Regions from separate parts of the Mus musculus genome. Here regions 1, 3 and 4 are each linked to region 2. The links are chromatin contacts, called in public promoter capture Hi-C maps. All regions are on one chromosome and are shown on one strand. The core of a region is the stretch at or near the end of the contact, and the rest is flanking DNA. Distances in the headings are between cores, read along the strand shown.

Region 1 (3,073 bases), core at 563-3,062, 250 kb before region 2:
ACATCACGAGTCTGTATCATATGACATAATCAGAAAAAAATATATATATACATATATATGTATATGTAAGTGTGTATATATATATCCACATACATATATATATACATATATATATATATGCAAAGGATATCAAGATTGTTATAGTTCTGGAGAGTGCTTACAGGACACTGTGAATGCACGCAATACTACTAAACACCATATATATGTTATATATCCACAGACAAACATATATACTACAGACCATATATATGTTATTTATACACATACAAACATATATACTAAACACCAAATATGTGCTCTGGCTCTGAGCTATATTCCCACATATTTCCAGCCCCAAAACTGTGCATTGGTTTGGTTTGTTCTTTGAGACAGGGGGTTTGTCTGTCTGTTTGTTTGTTTTAAAATGGTTTATTTATTATTTTGTGCATTGGTGTTTTGCCTGTATGTTTATCTGTCTGAGAGTGCTAAATTCCTGGAACCAGCATTACAGACAGTTGTGAGCTGCCAAAGAATTGAACCTGGGTGCTGGGAATTAAACCTGGGTCCTCTGGAAGAGCAGCTAGTGCTCTTAAGCCATCTCTCCAGACCCAGATTGATTTTTTTTTTTATTAATGTGTTGTCTTTTGCCTGAGTGAGTGTGTGTGTGTGTGTGTGTGTGTGTGTGTGCATGTGTGTGCCATGTGTGAGCCTGATTCCAATGGAGGTCAGAAAAGAGCAGTGGGTACTCTGAAACTAAGAATCACAGATTGTTATGAATCACCACGTGGTGCTGGAAATTGAACCTGGGTCCTTTGCAAGATCAACAACTGCTTTAATCTCTGAGCCATCTCTCCAGACCAGACCCAGGGTCTTAACACTGCAGCCTACATTGGCCTGGGACTCAGTATGGCGTCTAGATTAGTCTCAAACTTGTGGCAATCCTCTTGCCTCTGGTTCCTGAATGCCTAGGCTACAGGTATGAACCATGCCTGATTAAACATCACATTTGTTTAGATTTATTTATTTTATGTATATGAATGTATCATTTGCATTTATGTATGTGTGTCATATACAAGCCTGGTGCCAACTGAGGTCAGATGAAGGCATCAGATTCTCTGTAACTGCAGTTATGGATAGTGGTGTGTCATCATGTGGATGCTGGGAATTGAACCCAGGTCCTCTGCAAGGACAGCAAATGTCTTTTAACTGTCACACTATCTCTCCAGCTGTGAGTTGTATTTTCTAAAAAGGTTACAATAGTACATTTTATGTTGTATTTATTTTACCACAATTGAAAACAAAGAAGACCGGATGGCCTTCCTCCTCACATATATGTAATTACATATATACACATAAAATAATCTCTTTACTTCTTTTATGTCTGTATGTGTGTGGGTGTGTGTGTGGGGGGGGGGGGTGCCACAGTATGAAAGTGGAGCATCTCTCCACCCTGTGGGCTCTGAGGATTGAACTCAAATCGCCAAGCTTGGTGGCAAGTGCTTTAATCTGCTGAGCCATTTTTCCAGCCCCAGCTTTCTATAATTGCACAACCTAACTTTTATACTGTGACAGTAGCTGGCTTGTTGCACTTAGGAACGTGTAACAAGTCTACTCCACTGTGGCTTGGGGCCTAGTCTCACGCCTTCTCAGAAAGTAATGAATTAAATCGTAAGAAAGGAGGGCACATTATCTAATCTTCCTTTTCTTCAAAGCTTGAATTGTGATTATCAAGGTGTCTAGTGGTATATACAAAATGTGACTAAGGTACACAGTGGAATTAGCTAACCAAACAACAAAAGGCAAACCCAGGCAGCACTCGTCACCCATCAGGCTAGGCCAAAGCAAACAGAGGTATTTTGCACTGTGAGTTAAAGGTTAATAAGCAGACTTTGCCAGCTCAAGAGTGGCAGAGAAACGTGGAAACAATCCATCTCAAAGTCAAGCCACCAGCTAGGCCTCGGATAAGATCAGTAAGTCTATGCCTGCAAGGAGACTGGACAAAACCAGCTAGCTGGCTCTGGGTGTTAGAAAACAGTATTTTATTATCAGGTCAGTTTGGGGTAAACAAGCTCGATTCCAGGATCTAATCAGCAGGTAACTATGAGTGTTTTTGCTGGGTAACTAGATGGTCTGTGGGGATGTAATCTGGGCTACCATTCGGGGACAGAAGGAAAGACAAGGTGCTGGGTTTTTCACTTCATAATACCTCCACCATCATCACAGTTAAAATTAAAATGCTTTCACTGGAAACTCTGGTTCTCTGTGTGTGTGTGTGTGTGTGTGTGTGTGTGTGTGTGTGTGTGTGTGTTGCTGTTCTGTATACTGTATGTACACCTGTGTGCACAGGCATTTGCCAGAGAAGAACTTTGGTTGTCACTTTGGTTGTCACTCTCCTCCTTACTTCCTTGAGACAGGGTCTCACTGAACCCGGAGCTTGTTGGCATAAGTCATCCCCCTTCCCAGCACTAGACTTACAGGCACTCAGGGTGTGACCACACTTGACTTTTTTTTTTTTAATTCTTATTATAAACTGGTCGAAGTGGCACATACCTTTAGTCCTAGCACTCAGGAGGCAGAGGCAGGCAGATCTCTGTGAGTTTAAAGCCAGCCTGGTCTACAGAGAGAGTTCCAGGACAGCCAGGGCTACACAGAGAAACCCTGTCTCGAAAAAAAAAAAACAAATTTTATGTGTTTTTGTAATTTATCTATTTATGTGTTTGTACCTAAGAAGCTCAAATAGGTATCAGATGTTCTGGAGTTGGAGATACAGGTAGCTGTGGCCTGTCTGATGTGGACGCTAGGACTTAAATTCAGGTTCTGTCTCTAAGAACAATTTAAACTCTTAACTACTGAGCCATCTCTCCACATGCAACTCAGTAGATGGGCTCTCATGCTTGGTCAGCAAGTACTCTTACCCGTCGAGCTACTTGCTAGCCTAGCATTTACTATTTGATGGGTAAGCAGCCATCTCCTAGGTACCTTCCACTCTCATGCCTCTGCCCAACCTGTCCACTGGGTGCTGCCATCTTCTCTTAAAAAGCTGCATCCTGTTCCATGACTTTGTCCAACTTGGCCAATCACATTATCCCTAACT
Region 2 (3,437 bases), core at 363-2,862:
ACCCCCACCCCCTTGGGGGTTAGATTTTAAATTAAAAGTGACTCTTGGGTTCTCTCATTAACTTAATCCTAAAAGTGTGTGTTTTCTTTAGATTTATCACTGTATAAAATTTTGATTGAATTTGTTAAAGTCCCAAACTAGATAAGTTCCAAATAGGAATAGTATTTACTTACTTGTCTCCGCAAAGACAAAAGCTTCCTTTCTTCCTCTGCCCCTTTGTATGCTGGGATTTAGCCTGGAGCAAACATTTGCAGAGTAATTATGTGCCTGCAACAGGGCTACAATGGCAGTGTTGACACAGCCACAACTGGGGCTGCAGGAACAGGACGGCCACAATTAAGAGTCAAATCCTGAAGCATGCCCGTTGATGGTCCTGGGAAACAGCATCCCTCCAGCTGGAGTTCCCTAGCTCTGCACCCGATTCTGGCCAGCTTTCTCCACACTCACCAATAGCACGAACGTGAAAACCTGAAGAGGTGAAAGTGTGTGTTCATCAGGAGTACCAACAAGCACACTGAGAATTAAAGTCTCCCCCCACTTCTGCCTCTCTTCTGCTCTGTCTGCCACTGACGATAATAGATAATCTTTGCAGTTATTATTGAAAGTGTGCTTCCTCTTTGAGTTGCACTTTAAAAACAGAACCAGTGTACTGCTGGAGTTTTGAAAATTGACACAAGAGTCTTTGATGAGCAGGATTCCCCACTGATCAGATGTAAAGCACTCCTGTCATGCTGGGCCCTCCCCTCCGCCCAGTGACCATGTTAAAGGGTGACCCCATTCTCTCTGGGAAAATCGGAGCATCAAGGAAACTTCTGTTTGGCTTTATTGAAAGCATCAACTTGTGATGAATTTCACTACAGATCATCTAAGTGCTGGTTGCATTTACTTTTACAGGTAGTAATTAAAAAATGGGCCGTTCCTTGTCCTGTGACCTTAGATTGCATCAATGAAGTCTTTCAGGTAATAATTTTTAGCTTTTTTTTATTTTTAACCTTTCAACTAAAAAAAAGAAATTGAAGATAAATGATTATTTTCCTAGTTGGTGAAAGGTAATAGTTACGTAACAGTTTAGACCTTTTCTTTGAAGTAATTTGATTTGAAATTCTAGTAGTAATAAATTCATCATATTTGTTGATGTATTCTGACTTTTAATACCTATTGGTTTTTCTTTTCCCCTCAATACTCTTAAACAGATTTCAAACGCAACAGATGACTGTAAACCAAAGCTCTTTCATTTCTCCAAAGAGGTGTGTAAGTTATTAACAGATACTTTTGGTTGATTTTTCACATTTCAAGTTTTAAGAGATTTGTGTTACAGGGTCTCTTAGGTCTTTGTACCTGTAACTAATTAATTTTCATGAAAGTGCTAAGTATAGGATTGCCTACCAGAAGAATAATATTATTTAACACAGGGTGGCCCATTATGAAACAGCCACCTTTTTCTTTTCTTTCTTTTGGCATGCTTTTAAATGGAGCCTGTTTTAAATGGGCCTTTGCCTAAAAGAACAGATTTACCAAATGTCTGGTCTGGCCAGTAAGGTCCTCTGTGGATATGGCTTTCCTGTTGCGCTCTGGACTTGTAAAGCTAAATCGCCAATTACATCAAAAACTCCTCCCTGGTGAGTAGGACTTTGGTCTCTAGTTAAACAGCCTCATCAATGGGCCAGCATTTGAGTACTGCCAGTACCTTCTGAGCAGAACTCCAGGGAAATTTATGATGTTCACAGCAGAGACCAGAAACCCAAGTCCCATGCCCACTCTTAAGAGAGCTGTAGGCTCCGGAAAGTGCCTGGAAGAATCCCTGAGCACAAGCAGGCAAACAGGGGCTCCGGCTTTGCTCTCACGGAAAAGGCGGAGCCTTCCTGTTTCTGGGAGTCTCTTCCTCTCGACTTTGTTTTTCTGCTGAAATGTGGTTTTGCAGGCCCCAGACACCAGACTCTCCTCTCCTCGCTGCACAGCTTTGTTAGTATAGAATGTTAATGTGGGTTGTTCTCCGTGCAAAACTTTCCCTTTTATCTCCAGTTTATAACAAGAAGCGTCTTCCCAAGCCTTGTGAGGAGGTCACCACATCTCTCACACGGCGGAGACCTCCGTGGGCCTTAGATCAGGGCAGGGGAGTTGACAGGCCAGGAAACTGAGCAGCTTATGAAACAGAGAACGTGTCTTAAGCTCTCATTCCCCTAATACAGCTTCAAGAAACACAACGTCCTAGGTACGATATTCCAAAGTAGGCCTTCATCTGGAACTTCTTTTGGTGAAGAGCCCAACACTAGCTCAGGAGAAATATTTTTAGACCAGAAAAGAGAAAATAAATCATTACCATCCATTTGTTAAAGACAGTTCTTTAATGTAGAGGTAATAACGTTTGGCTTGCTAGTTTTCTCTGGCTCTTGTTAAGTATTCTAATAATAATTTTTAAAGAAACCTTAGGCTTATGTATTACATGAGATCCTAAGGAGTTTTTCAGGTCTAGAATTAATGATCTTGGTGCTCATTAAGAAAGATCTTGGTCATGGATTCTGGCAGTACAAAGATGTGGCTTCTATTTGGAGTACTTACTTGGATCGAGTAACTAAAAGCAGATTTGAAAGCATTAGCACTATTGCTGCTTGGGTAATGAGATGTATTTAAATCGTGCATACCTTAAGAACAACTGGAATTATAATAAAAATTATTTTAAATGTAGCTCTTTATATATTACCTAAATTAGTTTTATCTTATCCAAATAATGTAGAAAGTGATCATTGTAATAAAGCAACATGATTTGAGAGGCCAGCCAGAAAATGTGGTTAGAATCGGCAAGCCACCTAAGCTATAGTAGTTGCTGGCCACTGCAGATCCTCTTCTCTCCTCTCTCCCCTCTCTCTCTCTCTCTCTCTCTCTCTCTCTCTCTCTCTTTCTGTCTGTCGTATGAAGAGATCATTCACAAAAGATGGCACAGATTTGACTAAGTTGTTTTTTAGAAAGAGCTTTATTGTTGTGCTGGCAATGGCTCAGCTGTATGAGTGTCTTCGGCAAGCCTGACTCCTTAGTCACCCTCTGACCTCTGCAAGGGCTAACTAAATAACAATGTAATTAAAGCAAGAAGAACTGAGGTTATTATCAAATACAAATGATGTAACAGATAATAGTGTTTTGTTCTAATTTTTTTTCAGAGCGTTTACGCCATACCAACCATGGCTTTTTCCTTTCTCTGCCATACCTCAGTATTGCCCATATACTGTGAGCTTCAAAGGTACTGTGGAACGCTGTGGCCTTCAGATCAAGTCACATTCTCACTTATGAACCCTTCCCCATTGCCCTGAATTCCAAGTGTTAGCTTACAAACAAAACAAAGTAATTGTTTTAGTCGGGGTTTTATTACTGTGAAGAGACTCCATGACCACAGCAACTCTTTTTTTTTTTTAAAGATTTATTTATTTATTATGTAAGTACAC
Region 3 (3,117 bases), core at 14-2,513, 130 kb before region 2:
TAGGGTTAATTCAGGTGATTCATGCTATATTATAGCTTCACAGTGTCTACCATGTGCCAAATATTTGATGAATAAATTATTTTTCTGTGATAGATACATGCTTAGTATCTTTGGCAGTGAAGGGTTTAAAACCTGGGTAGAGGTCTAGAGTGATGGCTCAGCAGTAAAGAGCACTAGCTGCTTGTACAAAGGACCTGGGTTCAGTTCCCAGCACCTGCATGGTGACTTGTTACAAACTCCTTTAATCCCAGCACTTAGGAGGCAGAGGCAGGCAGATCTCTGAGTTTGAGGCTAGCCTGGTCTACAGAATGAGTTCTAGGACAGCCAAGGGTACACAGAGACACCATGTCAAAAAACATAAAGAGATTTTATTTATATATTCCAGTTCTAGATAAGCTAGTACTATTTGCTGGCCTCCATAACCTCCAGACATACACATAATGCACAATAAAAAAAAATCTTGCTGGGCAGTGGTGGTGCACACCGTTAATCCTATCACTTGAGGGGCAGAGGTAAGAGACAGGTAAAGCTCTGTGAGTTCGAGGCCAGCCTGGTCTACAGAACAAATTCCAGGACGTTCAGGGTTACACAGAGAAACCCAAAACCAAAACCACCTAACCAACTGGGGGTGAGGGGAGAGAAAAACACCTTAAAAAAATCCCCAAAAGCCCTTAAATAGAACTAAGAGATCTGTCATACATTATTTGGGTGGGTGAGGTAGAGGATTGAAAGGGCTGTTAAAAAACCTGTGCATTCTTGAAAGCAACCTTCCTAATGTACCAAGCGCTGCATCAGACATGGAGTATGTATGACACAGGGTTTATACCTTCTTACTATGTTTTTACTGAAATATGTTTGTTTGTTTGTTGTTTTTTGTTTTGCCTACAGAGGAAAGATACATTTAGGTAACTTTGTATGAACCAATTTTATATTTTATTGCAGTCACAATGGCTATCTGTACAAGTTGTCACCATCACTGGCCAACTGTGAGTTCACTTCTGGTGTCACAATAACAATGTCTTCTTGAAAATTACTCTTATAGGGAATAACAGCAAATCAGCTAAGATGTTGTATGCCTAAAAAGCTCATTTTGAAATTTCTGGCAAATACTGTATTTTAAAAAAAAATTAGCACAGTCTTTTTAAGGAAAGAGGTTTTTGTCTCACCAGATAGTCTCCCTTGATGTTTTTCTTTTCTGGTCTTTTTATAGAAACAGACGTGATTTGCTGGACACTATGTCCTCTTGGCAACAAATTCTAGTCCAGCAGCAAGACAAGCATCAGAGAAGGAATTAAAAACAGTTCTCTCAACACTGTGTTGTTTGTCAGTGCCCAAAGAATATGAACTTAAAACAACAAAGATAAAGCAAATAAATTCCATGGGATCTCTCTTCCCTCCCTCTCTTGAGACTGGGTCTGGCTATGTAGCCCTGCCCTCCATAGTGCTCAGGCTTACTGTGGTCCTCCCACTCTTCCCTGAATACACAGCCTACAGGTAGCCACCCCTAACCTTCCACTCCTAAATAAGTTACTTTTTAATTCTGAAAATTTTTTTGCAGTAGTTTATATTGGTATACCAATACATACCTAGAAGTAAAGTTGAGATATTATTAAAGAACATTTTTCTATGTAGTAGTTGAACACTAAATGATGAGTTTTGAGAGTGAACATTACAAATGGATTTGTATGAAAAAGATTGTTCCCTACAGATCGTGATGGCATTTCAGAGCGAATTTACGAGAAATATTATTAAAATCTTGTCTTGGCCAAAATAGTATAATATAGCTCCTTAGGACCATTTGATTGCTAATGATGAACAAGAGTAAGCTCAGCTAGATATTAGGAATTCTTTGATAGATTGAAGCATATTATCAAAACGAGCATTGCTGATGAGCTGCCTTAGTGCATACAGGTTGGAACCTCCTTTCGGACTTTGCAAATGTAGTTTGAGAACAAAACATTTTAGTTATTGGCTAATATGTTTTAAAAGATAAAGGGCCATAAAGGCTGATTCTAGGAATAAGTCATCATTAATTAGAATGCTTAAAAAAATAGCATTTTTTTACGTTATGTTCTACCCATTCTAAAACATTTACCTTGTTTGTTGATTATAGTAGAGATTTGGGAAATACAGAAATAAGTGCTTGTTTTTTTTTTTTTAAATATGTAAACCAGACATACATTCAATTGGAGGACAATCTTGTTTGTTTTTATGATATTTGGACAGGCAGTGGTTATTTCTGCTTAGTCATCATGGATTCCTAGCAGGCTACCCTGGTGTTCCAGTCTCCCCCCCACCTCATTATAGATAACAAAAATGAGATTCAGAGAATTCCAATGGTTTGCCTGAGTTAATTCAACTTTAGAGGCAACACCAACGTAAGTACATAGTTCCCTTTTAGCCTTCAGACCCCTGCCCTCCATTTGTTCTTTGACAGTTACTGTAAATTTTGAAAAGTGAGGGAAAGTCATTTCTGTGTGGCTGTCAGGGGTGGGGATGAATTGCAGCTACCATGAAATGATGGTTTAGCAGGAAGTTGTTACTGTGCAGCTGTTACAGTGATGACAGGCTGACATCACCCCAGAGTGACCGGAACAGCAAAGTACAGAAATTACTCTGCTTGTTCCTAAAATAAATTGAAAGTACCTGAACTGCCACAGAAATGTGACTCTAATAAGTAGCTTATACACAGTGCGAGGCATAGTCTTTCAGCTTGCTTGCTTCTTAAAACATTAAAAATCCATACCAACACATATATGCATACATACATGCACACATGTTTAATTTATTAGGATATTTACCAGAATAGAAACAGTACAGAAATACCATATTTGATTTTTCTCAACGGCTTTCTGCAGACTTGTCTCTGGAAGTAGCCTTAGAATTAAGGTGACTCAGTGCCCAGGGAGTGAAAAGTTCTTTTTTTTTTTTCTGTTTTTTTTTTTTTTTTTTTTTTGGTTTTTCGAGACAGGGTTTCTCTGTAATCCTGGCTGTCCTGGAACTCACTTTGTAGACCAGGCTGGCCTCGAACTCAGAAATCCGCCTGTCTCTGCCTCCCAAGTGCTAGGATTAAAGGTGTGCGCCACCACTGCCCGGCGAGTGAAAAGTTCTTGATCC
Region 4 (3,283 bases), core at 553-3,052, 180 kb after region 2:
CTCTCGCATGAAGATGTCTGGTGCAGCTCTCTTTATAATTTCCTCAATTGGGAAGCAACTGAGATATCTTTCAGGAGGTGAGTAAACATACAAGCCATGAAATAATAACATAATAATAATAATAATAATAATAATAATAATAATAATGATAATAATAACAACAACAATAAACAGGTGCAGGCTAGCAAGCCATGAACAGATATACAGGAAGATAGAAGGAAGGAAGCCAGCCCGAGAAAGCCACGTGATGTATAATTCTAACTCTGTGGCATTCGGGAAAAGCAAAACCACTGAGGCAGTGAGCAGTGGTCGCCAGGGATTAGAGATGAAGTGGGGATGACCTAGCAGAGCGCACAGGGTTTTAGGGCAATGAAACTGTTCTCTGGAGTACAGTAATGAGGGACTCGGGTCATATACATTTGTCCAGACTGTGAAGCACAAAAAGGGAACCCTAATGTGAGCTATAGACCTTGCCAGATAGTTATGTGGGTTTGGAGGTTGTAACAAATGGGTCAGGTTTCGGGGTGCAGAGAGCATATAGACACCCTCTGTGCTTCCTACTTTTTCCTTCAATCCTTCAATCCTAAACAGTTCTGAAAAACAAAGCTTTTTTTTTTTGTTATTGTTCCTTTTGTCTAGCATGTTAGAAAGCAAGCAAAGGCAACTTTATCTACATTTTTCAGTGCTGGAAATGAAACTCAGGGCCCAAGGCAGGCTCCCCGGATGGGTCTAGAGAAACCGAAAAAGAAATGCTTTGTTCAAAAATTGAGTTATCTTGCCAGACGTAATGGGGCACGCTTTTAATTCCAGCACTTGGGAGGCAGAGGCAGGTGGATTTTTAAGTTCAAGGCCAGCCAGGTCTTCAGAGTGAGTTCCAGGACACCCAGGGCTATACAGAGAAACCCTGTCTCGGAAAACCAAAAAAATAGAAATAAAAAAATAAAAAAATTGAGTTATCTTATTTATGTTTAATTATGTGCGTGTCCGCAGTGTGCATGTGCTAGTGGACCACAGGATCCAGAAGGTGGCGTCCTAGAGCTGGAGTTAAAGGCTCTGTGGGTGCTGGGGATCAAGCTCGAGTCTTAGCCATTGAGCCATCTTTCCAGCCCTGGAGTGTTTTATTTCTAATGTCACTGGGGATGCAGCCATGCTCAGTGTGCAGCCGGTCAACTCCCTCCGGGTTAGATCCCACACCTGTCTCCTCAGCCTCATATCAGCGCTTGGTCAGGGCAGACCGCCCGCTACCCAGAATACCATGCGGAGGGTAGAGGTGGGAACCTATTGCATGTAGGCAGAGACCTGAACAACCTACAACCTATTGGACTTGCTAAGCTCCTGAAGGAGGAAGCTGCTACCACTAAAGCCTACCTCCCAACTGAGGTTAGACAATCATCCGGGACACCCAAGTTTGGAGCACAACTGGGTGATTAGCTGTGTCACAGACGCCACCCTCAACAATGTGATGAATATCCTGTTGAGAATGGATGGTGGGCGGCGGCATGCACTGCTTGGCTTTCCTGTCTCTATTTTCTCAGTTGACGGTGACACTCAGAAAGGAGAGAAAGACCGGGCAGGTTTAACGAGAACGGAGCTAGGCTGTCATTGTACAAAGGGAACACTGACCAGTTTATCCAGATTGAAGCCTACTCGGCACAGACTCATTATTAAAGTATCAATTTCCCCAACATTGCGATCCTATTCCCCAAACCATAGATTATTTTCTTCTCTATCTCTAAAGGCTCTGTGGCCTCTGTCTAAAGCCGCTGCAATAGCTGGACAAGGAAAAAAAAGAGCCTTTGAAGATTATGGTGGGCAACAGCGACCTCTGCTGGGAGAATGGGGCATACTTGCACCACCCTAGACTGACCCAGAAAGTAAGACTAAGCTTGTGTGGTGCTTGTGGAGGCAGAGGGAAAACACACACACACACACACACTTTCATTTCTGTTTCTAAACTACTTTGAAGTTCAAATCAAACGCGTAAATTTACCTCTTTTTAGCTTTGTAGAAACAAAATATGCTACGTGTTCGCCACTTCCACAGCTTATTGGTAAGTGATTTTTTTTTTTTTTTCAGAGAGCCTCACCGTGTACAGAGGTTCTAGGGCAGCCTAGTGCTGTTGATTAGTTAATGGATTCTTTCCCATCTACCTGCCTCCTGGAACTCCAAGGTGATCGAGCCCAAGCAGGAAAATGTGTGGCCCACTTGTGCCAAGTCTGAGCTCCGCGGCAGGCTCTCACGCTGTTAGAGTTCCGCGGCAGGCTCTCACGCTGTTAGAGTTCCTTGGAGGTAAGATGAATCTGACTGTATCTGACTCAGGTCAGTGTGGGGGTCGACCGCATTCAAAGAGACATTGGCACACCCTTTGCCAAACTTTCCTCCTTGATTGCCCAGGAATGTGGATGTTTATTCTTAGCTCGCTGTGGGGAGAACATTGTGAATACTTTTGAAAAGAGCGGCTAGAAAATGGTCAAACTAATCAGGCAAAGAAGCCATTAGCTTTTCCCTGAAAAAAATTATTTCTGCCTTTCAAATCTTGATATGCCACTGCATAAAAAAACAAGCTGGAAGGCTGCCAAAGCGTGTGTGAATTTGGGGGGAGGGAATTATTAATGGTGAGCCGTTGGTAGACATGCCTTTAATTTGGGGATGAGTAAACTTAAGTTCATTTTAAAGGTTTCTCTGCCTATACGACATTTACTAGAGGATGGGGTTGGAAAATCCTGGGAATGGCCAGCTATCTATCCGTAGGGAACCTGGCTGGTGGAGACAGGTACTGGCGGTCATCCCTTGTGCTCTGGTTGGTGGTCATCCCTGTGCTCTGGTGGTCATCCCTGCTAGCCATCTGAGAAAAGGGGACTTTGACGGAGAAAATGCCCCTATCAGATTAGCCCATAGGCAAGCCTTTGGGGCTTTCATGATTGGTGATTTATGTGGAAGGACCCAGACCTCTGTGGACAGTACCACCCTTGCGCAGGTGGTTCGGGGTTGTAAAAGAAAAGAGAGCAAGCCAGGAGGAACAAGCCAGTAAGCAGTGCTCCTCTGTGGTCTCTGTGCCTGTTCCTGCCTCCAGGTTCCTGCCTTTAAGTTCCTGCCGAGGCTTCTCTGATGATGGACTGTGATGTAGACCGGTCTCTTCCTAATCTGCTTTTGGTCATTGTGTTTATCATTCTAACATATCCGCGCAACACCGCTTCCTCACCCCACCAGCTCTGTATCATCACCTGGACGGTGCTGGGAGAAATACTCTGTACTTCTCTCATGGTTGAGGGACTTCCCGAGG

Evidence for each region. Capture Hi-C pulls out chosen DNA fragments and counts their contacts.
Region 1: a promoter capture Hi-C map of liver shows a contact between it and region 2. The contact joins two enhancer-like sites. A contact is called at or near these places in 3 of 39 promoter capture datasets (embryonic stem cells, frontonasal cranial neural crest and second pharyngeal arch cranial neural crest), 2 of 115 datasets of contacts at active chromatin or transcription factors (craniofacial prominence and embryonic stem cells) and 1 of 9 other capture datasets (liver).
Region 3: a contact with region 2 is called in a promoter capture Hi-C map of adipose tissue. The contact joins two enhancer-like sites. A contact is called at or near these places in 1 of 15 datasets of contacts at CTCF or cohesin (the NIH/3T3 cell line), 1 of 484 Hi-C or Micro-C datasets (nephron progenitors) and 4 of 9 other capture datasets (adipose tissue, embryonic stem cells, liver and 1 more).
Region 4: a promoter capture Hi-C map of adipose tissue shows a contact between it and region 2. The contact joins two enhancer-like sites. A contact is called at or near these places in 11 of 484 Hi-C or Micro-C datasets (3T3-L1-derived adipocytes, the C2C12 cell line, bone marrow-derived dendritic cells and 8 more), 4 of 115 datasets of contacts at active chromatin or transcription factors (craniofacial prominence, embryonic stem cells and fibro-adipogenic progenitors) and 2 of 9 other capture datasets (adipose tissue and liver).

The regions. Positions count from the first base shown.
Region 1 is chr12:73,089,304-73,092,376 of GRCm38.p6, forward strand. No RefSeq gene overlaps it. Among named protein-coding and RNA genes, the nearest start is that of Six4, 22 kb to the right of the region's middle. Within about 2 kb of position 1,813, at least 12 of the 459 cell types and tissues checked have an H3K27ac peak or open chromatin away from gene starts, as enhancers often do. A contact at or near this core is called in liver, where this site is marked.
Region 2 is chr12:73,340,514-73,343,950 of GRCm38.p6, forward strand. It overlaps Slc38a6 (solute carrier family 38, member 6), which reads left to right. Exons shown (of 16, transcript NM_001037717.3): 9 at 895-960; 10 at 1,194-1,247; 11 at 3,156-3,235. Among named protein-coding and RNA genes, the nearest start is that of Slc38a6, 55 kb to the left of the region's middle. Within about 2 kb of position 1,613, at least 67 of the 459 cell types and tissues checked have an H3K27ac peak or open chromatin away from gene starts, as enhancers often do. A contact at or near this core is called in adipose tissue and liver, where this site is marked.
Region 3 is chr12:73,208,083-73,211,199 of GRCm38.p6, forward strand. The region is part of intron 6 of Mnat1 (menage a trois 1); the gene reads left to right. Among named protein-coding and RNA genes, the nearest start is that of Gm23910, 64 kb to the left of the region's middle. Within about 2 kb of position 1,264, at least 44 of the 459 cell types and tissues checked have an H3K27ac peak or open chromatin away from gene starts, as enhancers often do. A contact at or near this core is called in adipose tissue, where this site is marked.
Region 4 is chr12:73,515,684-73,518,966 of GRCm38.p6, forward strand. No RefSeq gene overlaps it. Among named protein-coding and RNA genes, the nearest start is that of Gm34016, 8.0 kb to the left of the region's middle. Within about 2 kb of position 1,803, at least 28 of the 459 cell types and tissues checked have an H3K27ac peak or open chromatin away from gene starts, as enhancers often do. A contact at or near this core is called in adipose tissue, where this site is marked.